Regions from separate parts of the Rattus norvegicus genome. Here region 1 is linked to region 2. The links are chromatin contacts, called in public Hi-C maps. All regions are on one chromosome and are shown on one strand. Each heading gives the region's core, a stretch centred on a gene start, on an enhancer-like site or on the middle of the called end of the contact. The rest is flanking DNA. Distances are from core to core; before and after follow the strand shown.

The links. A called contact is a pair of places that touch in the nucleus more often than the background predicts.
Region 1: a contact with region 2 is called in a Hi-C map of mammary epithelial cells, with 3 times the contacts expected there. The contact joins the promoter of Ubald1 here to the promoter of Sec14l5 in region 2. A contact is called at or near these places in 8 of 12 Hi-C or Micro-C datasets (the A7r5 cell line, frontal cortex, kidney and 4 more) and 1 of 1 datasets of contacts at active chromatin or transcription factors (oligodendrocytes).

The regions. Positions count from the first base shown.
Region 1 is chr10:11,199,769-11,205,256 of GRCr8, forward strand. It overlaps Ubald1 (UBA-like domain containing 1), which reads left to right and starts at 2,429. Exons shown (of 3, transcript NM_001007668.1): 1 at 2,429-2,601. The coding sequence starts at 2,482.
Region 2 is chr10:10,938,841-10,943,717 of GRCr8, forward strand. It overlaps Sec14l5 (SEC14-like lipid binding 5), which reads right to left and starts at 3,546. Exons shown (of 16, transcript NM_001135710.2): 1 at 3,446-3,546; 2 at 2,757-2,860. The coding sequence starts at 2,819.

The DNA of each region.
Region 1 (5,488 bases), core at 1,179-3,678, 260 kb after region 2:
ATGGTAGTTGAAAACAATGTTGTTTTCCTTCCCTGCCACTCCTGGGAAAAACAACCTAGGTGGGGTAACTTGGGAGCTGGGTGACCTATCCTTCTGTCAGCTCTACCTGTTCTGCCAGTGCAAGACTTGCACGGAGTAGCTGTTTCTGGGATAAGCAAGCCACTGAGGTGACTGGAAAAGGTAGGGGTGTGTGTGTGTGTGTGTTCCTACATCCATGAACAAAAGGTCCCCCAACCCAATACTCAGCTTCCTTTGCCAGAAAGATGCAGCTGGCTCACTGGATGCCTGTTCTTTTTTTTTAGCTCTAAATGTCGCCGGTTAAAGGATGAAATCTATCGTGAGCTCACTTAATTATAAAAATGAGGATCACACTCCCTAGAGTGGCCAACGCAGGATTCGAAAAAAGATGCATGCCAGGTCTTGAACACAGTAGTTCCAGGCCTTTTGCTAGGTCTGCCATGCTCATCCACCCCACACTGCACAGTGAGGAGAGTTCCCACAAAAGAGAGGAACATGAAGAAACAGCGGTCAAAAATGCCATCCAAGTCTGTCTGGCTACCAACCTACCCACCTTCCTTCAGGCTGTGTTACAGTCACCATGGCAACAGTGGAACCCGAGCTGCCTCTTACTGTGATTTCCTTGTGTGTTGGCTTTGCCTACAACAACACACAAGCTCCGTGCTTCCTAGAGATAAAGGCGCGTTCTCAGCAAGAGCAAAAAAAAAAAAAATATTTTGGTACTATTGCTTTGCAAAGAACAGTGCTGAGTGATCCCCCAAAAGGCAGCAAAGAGGCTGAAATCTTACTTCCCGTGAACAGATGGGAAAGATGCTTAAGAAAGAGAGACACGGGGTTGGGGATTTAGCTCAGTGGTAGAGCGCTTGCCTGGCAAGCTCAAGGCCCTGGGTTCGGTCCCCAGCTCCGAAAAAAAGAAAAAAAAAAAAAAAGAGAGAGAGAGAGAGAGACACTCATTTGTCCGGCTGCTACCCATAAACTAAACTCCCAGCTCTAAGAGTCCTCCCAGTCTCCCCACCCCCTTCCTTCCGTACAATCCTGCCCAGGGGCCGAATTTCAGTACTTGCCCACCTACTTCCCATCTTCTTGCAGCCACCCGATGTGACAGTCCTTAGGAGTGAGGGGCTAGGAAGAACACCCGCTATTCCCTAGGTATCAACTGCGCCCCACACCTTTATGGCCTCAGTGGTCCTAGCAGGGAACAAGCGATCAGGTGTATTAAAACGACGTCTAAGTAGCCCGCAGTCTGCTCCCGCGGCCTGCGCTTACTTCCTTGGGGCAGGATCAGTATAATGAATGCCCCATTTGCTCGAGTTTTCTGACCTAACGTCAAACCCCCGGTTGGTTCTATTCAGCAGGGGGTCAGGTCAAAGAAGCGGACGGCGAGGCCAGGGAGAGCAAAGAACCCAGCCAACGTCACTCAGCCGGGGAAAGAACGCCAACCTTCTTCCCCAGCTTCTGGGCGACTCTTCCGCTTCCGACCCGCCACTCTCCCACCCGCGACGTCAACCGGAAGCGGCATGTGCGGGGCTGTAAACACAGCCTGCAACACTCCACACCCTGCTCCGACCCCGCCCCCACGCCACGTGATGCTCCCGCCCCCGCCGCCGCCTCATTGGGCCGCCAGCTTTGTTTACCTTATATGGCCAGGTCCTAACACCCCGTGGCGGCCCATTGGTACAGTCGCGGCCTCATTCAGGTGACGTCACCGGGACAGAAAGATGCAAATAAACCGGGGCATTATGGGACTGGCAGTCGTGGCCGCTTTCGTACGTGCTCCCCGCGGTCCTGTAGACTGCAGGCTGCTGGAAGTTTTTCTTCTTTTGCGTGGGAAAGTGGAAGTCAAAAGGAAGGGGACTCCAAGGCTCCAGAGCAGGGGCTGTCTCTTTTTTTTTTTTCCTAGACGCTCTTCCTGCAGGACAGGCCAAGAGTCAGGCAAGGATGCTTTGCCTTGCGTGCTCTGGAAGGCTTCCAGGAGGTGGTGATTTCTAGCAGCACCTTGAAAGGCAGATGATCTGCTACACCGAACGTCTTCTAAGTCTGAGGACTTAAGGAGTCTTGCAGCCTAGGGCAGTGGAGTAGGACCAAAGCTTTCAGGGAGCCCCCTAAGAGTGTGCCTACTAATACTGTGATGCAAACCACAACAGAATACAGGACCCCCGGGACCCAGTGATATGGCAAGCTTGTGCTGTGGTCCCTGGTTCCCAATTTCACATCTCAGCCTGGGGTAGGGGCTGCACGCCCCACTGAGATCAGCCAGGAAGAGGGCGTCCACGCTCCTCCCCGGTCCATTCGGCGGGGGCGTCGCGGACTACACATCCCAGCATGCTTCGCCGGCCGCCGGGTAGCAAGGCGCGGTGAGTCAGAGCGCACAGTAAATATTTGTATTAGCCGGGGCCGGCTCGCTAATGGTGGACGCGTGAGGCTAGCGCGCAGGGAGGCCGGAGCGGGCTGCGCGGCGGCGCCATGTCCGTGAACATGGACGAGCTCAAACACCAGGTCATGATCAACCAGTTCGTGCTGACGGCGGGCTGTGCGGCCGACCAGGCGAAGCAACTGCTGCAGGCGGCCCACTGGCAGTTCGAGGTGCGTAAGGGAACCAGGGACGGGCGCGGGCGGTGTGGACACGTGCCGGGGTGCGGGCTGCGGGTTTCACTGATCGCCAGGCCCGAGTCCCGGAAACCCAGCGATCTGGACCGGACACTTCCCCCCCACCCTCGGTCTCGGTAACGGCTGAGGACGAAACAGCGGCCGCCTGTAAGATGCCCAGGGCCTGGCCGGAGGCGGAGTCGCTCGGAGTGAGCGGTCCTGGGGTCCGTGTGCCCGGTGGGCGGCTTTCGGCGTGTGCGCACACGTACATGTGGATTTGTATTTACGCACGCACCGCGCTTGGGCGTCAGCAGGGCACATCGAAGGTTGTGGGCATGTGGGCGCGTGTGCGGACTCGAAGCCTGGCCCGAGTGCGTGTCTGATGTAGGATACCCTTGTGTCGTGTTTGTGTGCAGCGTGTACATAGGTGGTGGTTTGCTGATGGTGGCCATGCTGGGTATGGTGTGGCGTGTGTACACACACGGCATGGAGTGTATGGGTGGTGTGCAGGATCCTAAGAGCAAATTACGAGAATCTATATATGTGTAGCCCACTCCAATGGTGTCACTGGGGCAAGATCCTTATGAAGGCCTGGGTATCCTCGGGCCTGACAAAGGAACCTGTGTCTTTGGGGTGATGTACTATATGGTTCACTAATTTTAGGGCATTTTAGACAGACGATGGGAATGTCAGTCTGGCCCCCACCTACTCCCAGGTTTCTCTTGACCGGTAGAATAATGTGCCCAGTCTTTTGAGTTACTGGGATGCCTGTTTTCCTCTAACTCAAAACTCCACATTCACTCCTTGTGGGCATTTTAAGATGAGGCTAGAGGACTTGGAGCTGTGTCCCTTACAGGTGTGAGTCACAGCGAGAGCCAGTCTAGTAATCTGTGCCCAGTTGGAGACCCCAGAGCCTGGTTTCCCAATGGGAGCCGTCCCATTTTCTCTAGGAAGAGTCAGGAAGTGGAGACCGAGGCTTTGCTTCCTGGTGCAGGATCAGACCTCCCGAGCCCAGGAACACAGTAGCCCCTCCAGCTCTGTAAACCCAAGCCTTTGCTCTCTTTGCCTAGTCCCTGCTAGACTTCCAAGCCAATGCCCCGACACAGGAGAGGGGAGACATTCTTTCTTAGCCTCAGTTTCCCTACCCCTGGAGGTAGCAGTGTTTGTCAGGCTCTACGGTCTGAATGCTCTGCCCTCTAACCCCTCCCCCCTGCAGCTCCACCCCAGGAGCTCTGCAACAGTCTTAATCTGCCCTGTTGTCTCTGGGGTTGGATGTGGTAAAACTTGTAAAACCACATTCATGGCAGTTGCTGGAGCCCAGTGGCTGTGCTTGCAGGTCCTTGCCTGAGGCTGGGCAGGCAGGTGTCTCGTGGGAAATGGGTTGTGTGGAAGACTCAGCCCATCAGTGTGGGACAGGCTGGACGGAATGGACTGAAATATATGGCTACCAAGATTAGGGAAAACTGTCCTAGGAGGAGCAGGGACTTCCTGCAGCCTGGAAACAGACTGACATGGGTAGGTTCTCTGCCCTCTGGGCTTGCAGTCTCTCCTTGTCACTGTGCACAAAATGAGGAGTGGGCTGTGAGCTCCCCTTGACCTGAGGCATCTACCTAGGAGTGAGGGGTTCCTCATGGTTAGCCCTCCCCCACCCTCCTGCCAGAACCAGGCAGTGTTTCTGGGTCACATTCTCAGATTCAGGTGCTAATGGGGGCAGAGGCTGGGGGTGGGGGCCCCTGTCCATGGAGAACTCACAGTGCCCTTTGGAGGACAGTACCATGTGTATCATGTTGGGGTCCTAGGCTAGAGCAGCAGCTGCCCCTGCCAGGGGGTCTTGAGTGACACAGGTTCATCCCCACTCCGCTGTTTGGGAACCTTGGTGTAGGGTGTCTCCAGCAGGGTATGCCCAGAATAATTCATTTGAATATATTTGAAGAGAAAAAAAAAAAGAGCAAGCCCAGTAGTCAGACTGGGTTTCTGGTGTGAAGTCAGAAGGGCTCAAAGTCCTGGTGGCTTTCCTGGACTCCCCCTGGCTCTTGGTTAGGTAGAGGAGTGGTTAGAGGCTGGAGTTTAGCAGGCTCCAGAGGACCCCTCACCCACTTGACAGCTGTCCTCACCCAGCACTTTCACAACAGCATCCAGTTTCCTCTTGTCCTGAATCGGGCCAAGGCAGGACATGGTCAATACAGACACTATCCTTTGGGTTCCCTGAGGCCACCTTCCCTAGTGACAATGCTTTTCACCCTGAGTCCTCTTTCACCACACTCTTTGGCCAGTCCTGAGTATTTGCCTAGAGTCCCAGTCCAGGGTTCTGTTACTGTTCTCACCTCATGCTGGCCAAGGGTCTTAAGTCACTCATCCTCAGTTCTCCTTCTGTAAGAGGGAGGACACCAATTCCAGCCTCTCGGTTTGATGGTGTGTCCTTGCTTTGATAGAGCTGTGCTTGGTGAGGCTGTAGCTTGGAACAACAGGTAGTTAGGGAGTTGTCCCATAAGCTGTCAGGGGAGCAGTCTTCAGTTTTGTTAGGGGTTCAGTTTCTGGGTCACCCTTAGCTGTCCATGTTAGGGACATCCCTCCAGAGACAGAAGTTATGCTAAGAAGTTTCTACCCTCTCCACCGAGACTCACTCTTTGAGAGTCCCCTGGTTCATATGTGATACAGAGACTCAGAGAAGAGTGGAGATTTGTGCTCCCCTCCCCCCACTGAGGTGAAAGACCCAGGCCACAATAGAGTCCAGAAAAGCCACAGTGACAATGCTAGGGTGTGGGGTGAGGGTTCATTAGGCCACAGCCACCCGACTGGTGGGAAGCACAATGTTGTGTCTTCACTGCCTGTCCATCTTGCGGGGAGTTCCACGAGACCTCCTCATGTGGTCACCGACACACTG
Region 2 (4,877 bases), core at 2,296-4,795:
CTCCTCCTCTTCTTCTTCCTCTTTCTCTTCCTCCTCCTTTCTTTTTCTCCTCCTTCTCCTCCCCCGCCCCTCCCCTTCTCCTTCCCCTCCTCTTCCTCCTCCTTCCTCTTCTTTTTCAATTAGGGCTGGAGGATGAAGGCTTAAGACAGCCTCATAGCTTACGATGACTTTGATTTCCCAGTCCTCTTCCCTCTGCCGTCTTCCCACCTACTGCTAAGGTTCTAGGCATGTGCCACCACACCCAACTGTGAATATTTTTTATAACCTATACATGGTAAATTAAGTTTACATTTTTTGTTTGTTTCTTGAGACAGGGTTTCTCTGTGTAGCCATCCTGGAACTCACTCTGTAGACCAGGCTGGCCTCAAACTCAGAGATCCACCTGCCTCTGCTTTCTGAGTGCAGGGATTAAAGGATGTGCCACTGCTCGGCTGAACTAACATTTATTAAGCCCACACGGTAAGTCACTTTCCACCCTACCGACCTGTGTCTTGGCTTCATGGCTGAAAGGGTTTTGAAACAATCCTAGGAGAGGACAAACTCTCTCTTCTACTCAATGAATGAATGGGCTCAGAAGCTGAGGAAATGTGAGTAGCCAGGACCACTAGTTACTTAGTTACCTAACCATTTCCCCTCCCCTTCCTAAGATTTTTCTAAGTGTTTAAACTACCGTTATTTATTTGTTTGTTTGTTTGTTTATCTGGGAGGCAGTGCATGTGGAGGTCAGGGGACAATTTGTGGAAATCTATTCTCTCCCATCACTTGGGTGCCAGGAATGGAACTCGGGTGATCAGGCTCGAAGACCTTTACCCAGTGAACCATCTCATGAGCCTTTCTCTTTTATACAGGGTCTCAAGTAGCTCAGGCTAGCCTTGAAATCATGACAAACTGAGGGTAAGCAGCCTCCTACCTCTAAACCTCTGGCCTGGGATTATGGTGGCGCATCACCGTATGAAACGACGAGGTGCAGAGGACCGAACCCAGGGCTTTGTTCACGCTGAGAGAACACTCCGCAGACTGAGGCACACCCTCTGGTATTCCTCATCTGCTTGGTATGAAGTAAGCTGTGTACTGAGACCAACGCGCATGCACACACACACACACACACACACACACATACATACACACACATACACACAGGCATACATTCACACACATGCATAGACACATACATACATATACACATGCACACACATACACACACATACGTTCATACACATACATTCATACACACATACATGCACACACATATATACATACATACACACGTACATACACAAACATACCTACACACACATACACACACACATATATATACACATATACATACACACACAACTACACACACATATATACACACATACACACACATACACGCACACACACACTGTTAATCACCATGACAACCTTATTCTAGAGTGAGGCAAAAAGTAGCCTGTGCTTCTGACCAAAGTGGCCAATTTCAGCCTCCCCCTCTGGAGTCACAGCCCCACGGCAAAGAAAGGGAACCCACAGTCTGCCTGCACGAGAGCCGTGGTGAGAGCCAGAGTTCACGGCTCATTTCCTCTCCATCAGAGCCCGCTGTAGGAGCTGCAGATACCAGTTCAAACAGCCCATCACCATGATCGGGAAAGCAGGGATCCCAGTTTTAAAGATAGGCAGCAGAAGATGAGGAGTGGGGTCACCTGCTCCCAGGCTCCCCGGCTTGTCAGCATCACTGTCCTGGGAACTAGCCATGTGCAACGATGCCTTCTGTAGGCCTTTACCTTCCACTGCTAGAAAAACACAAGTGTGTGGCCTCCTAGAGTTGGATCAGACAGGACACATGTGCAGATGCCCTAGCTGAGACGGGATCTTGAAAAGAAAGCTGGGGTTGGCGGTGGGGTGCAGCAAAGTGGGGAGACGTTGGTGTTTTAAACACTAGCGGGGTGTCTAACTTTTTGACACTGGTATGATGCTTTAGCATATAAGGGCCACATGCATAGCTATCCTGGGACACATGTAGCCATGGGCCACAGGTTGGACACATTTCAATATGCATTTATAAAACCTTATCCTCTCACTACCCCAGTGTGTGTGTGTGTGTGTGTGTGTCTGTATGTGAGTGTGTATATATATGCTAGGCATGGAACTCAGAGCCTTCTGCATGCTCTGCAAGCACTCACCACTGTGCTTCTCCTCCAGCTCTATACCTCGTGTGGCTTCTGGGACACCAGTCACATCTATTACTGTCTACCTCAAGTCCACAGCACTGTCCCCATTTCCCCAAGGAGAGACTGAAGCTCCAGGATGCAGAGTGGTGGAAGCCAGAGTGGAATCCAAGAGTGTTCTAACTCTGGCCTCAGTGCAAAGACCTGATCCAGAAGGCCAAGGATCCGTGGTCATGCCTAGGCACGCAACTGCCTGGTACAAGACACTCATATACACGCTTACACTGGACGGCCGCATCTCCATCCCTTCTTTCTGTTTCTACGTAGCCCAGGATGGCTTTGAACTCCTGCTCCTCCTGCTTCAGCCTTTGAATGCAAGGACTACAGCACACGCCATCACTCTAGATCTTGTGCTTTATCTGCTTGGCAGGGTTCCAAGAGGCCTGACAGGGGTTGAGGGGGTGGCCAGGCAAAGAAGTCAGGAAGTCAGGGCAGCTGGAAAGTTCAGTAAATTTTTTTCCCCATTTCATAGCCTGAAATGTCCTCTTTCTTTCCCACCATTGACCTCTAGTCACAAGAGGGGCCCAGGAGCCAGGGGTCACTCACCGCCATGACCAGCTCGAATGGATACTTGTATACCCGGACAGGAGACTGGTATTTCTGCACCATGTTCAAACTCAGAAACCACCCAGGCAGAGGGAACACAGAAGCTGGAAATAAAGAGTTTCTGGTGAGGCGTCAGTTCCCTTCATACGAAACATAGGCACTGCCTACCAGGTGTCAGGCAGCCCCAGCCCTCAAAGTAAGAAACTGATAGGATTATCAGCTAACCCAGACTAGGTACCCGTTCACTCCCCAGCACCCCAACATTCAGCCCTCAGAGCAAGCAACACTTCATGCGATCTCCCCATCCCCACTCTTTCAGAGGCACCCTCGATGCCACCCACTCAAGCAGGCACACGCATTTGCAATTCTTACATTCCCACGATTGTCCTCACACATTCTCCCCATGACTTGCCGCGGACATCCTGCCCTATGCCCACTCCCCAGCATTTTTGTTCCTGCCCTCCCTTTCATTTTCCTCCATGATACCCTGACACGTGCACCCTTCTGGAGGTTTCACTTGTACCCCACTCCCACACAGGACAGCCCTTGTACACGCAGCAGAGAACTTTGCACAGGCACTCAGCTCCCTGCAGCAACTCCCCACACGCACACTCAGGTGCACACAAGCGCGCACCCACACAAAGCTATTCAAACACGCATACATGCGCAGGCCCCGCTGCTCCGCTCACCCTCAGAACTGCTGGAGACACAGCGCAGTGCTCTGGCACCTGCTTGACCTGGGAGCTGAGCTCGCCAGATCCCCAGAAAGCGCCTTGTCCGGAGAGCAGAACCAGGAGCTCAATAACCTCAGTCTTGCCCCAGCCTCTTACACGTTCTTACATGAGCAGTGGCCTGGCAGGCAGAAGAGTGATCAGAGCAGTGACAGACGTGCCCGGCCTGGAGAGCTCCAGGACCCGGGACAGCGGGAGAGTCTGGCCTGGCCTGGCACCACCCCCACAAGATTATCTTGCTCCTTGATTGGTCTGGTCCCAACCCCGCCCCAGCCAGACTCTGCCCCCTGCCTTAAGCCTGTCTCTCACTTTTACTCATCCCTCACTTGGTCACGCCTTCAGCCTTACCCGTGCTCCCTATTGGCCACGACTCGAGAAGGCCCCACCCTTGTTGACCCCGTCCACATTCACCCAGAATCAACAAAGTCTCCGCCCCCAGCCCAATCTCCGCCCCCATGAGGACCCGGCCCCCCAGGACGCGCCCCCACCCACCTCATTCACTGGAACCTGCCCAGAGTTACACAGCGCGACTTCCCTATCCACAGCTACCTCGCCGAGTAACCTCTTCTTCAACCTACGGCACCTGAAACTTTTTGTTTTTTGGTTCGGTTTGTTTTGAGGCGGAATTCATACTGGAGACCAGTCACGGCTATACTACCTCAACCTCCGGAGTGTTGGAATTACAGATGTGAACCACCACGTCCTGCTGACCCCTAGCCTTGAGCTCATTCTCCACCTGATCTTTCCTCGAAGGCTGCAGTGGTCCAGCCCAAACCCTTCTGAATGCATTGTTTATTCACTCTTCACACCTTTACAGAGCGTCCACTAAAGGTCGGGCCCTCTGACATTAAATAAATAAATTAGGCAGGCTGGAGAGACAGCTCAGTAGATAGAAGCAGGTACTAGAGAGGAGCGGAGTTCAATTCCAAGCACCCAGGTCAAGCGGCTCACAACGTCCTGTAACCCCAGTTCCGGGGGGATCCAGCTATCTGACCTCAGCATGTACCAGTATTCAACATAAACATATACATAATTTAAAATAATAAATTTTAAAGCATAAATGAGATAATGCTTATTATTTGGTAAGGTAGGCATGGTGAAAGTGCCGAGATAGTCAGGAACAGGGTCACCCTTTTTTTTTTTTGCCCATTCTTCTAACTTCAGCAGCATCCAAACCCTGCCAGGTTTCCCAGGGTGCCCAGGGATCAGCTTCACTCCCATAAACCCTCCATTCTCTCAACTATCATTTCACCCTGCAAGAACAAAGGAAATGGCCCTGATATTGTTGCCGTCCATTCGTGGTGGCATCCCAGGTAAGATCTTATCCGGACGGCGCAGACAGCATGTTCTAAACGCATCTAGATTAAGTACAGAAATAGGAGGCGAAATT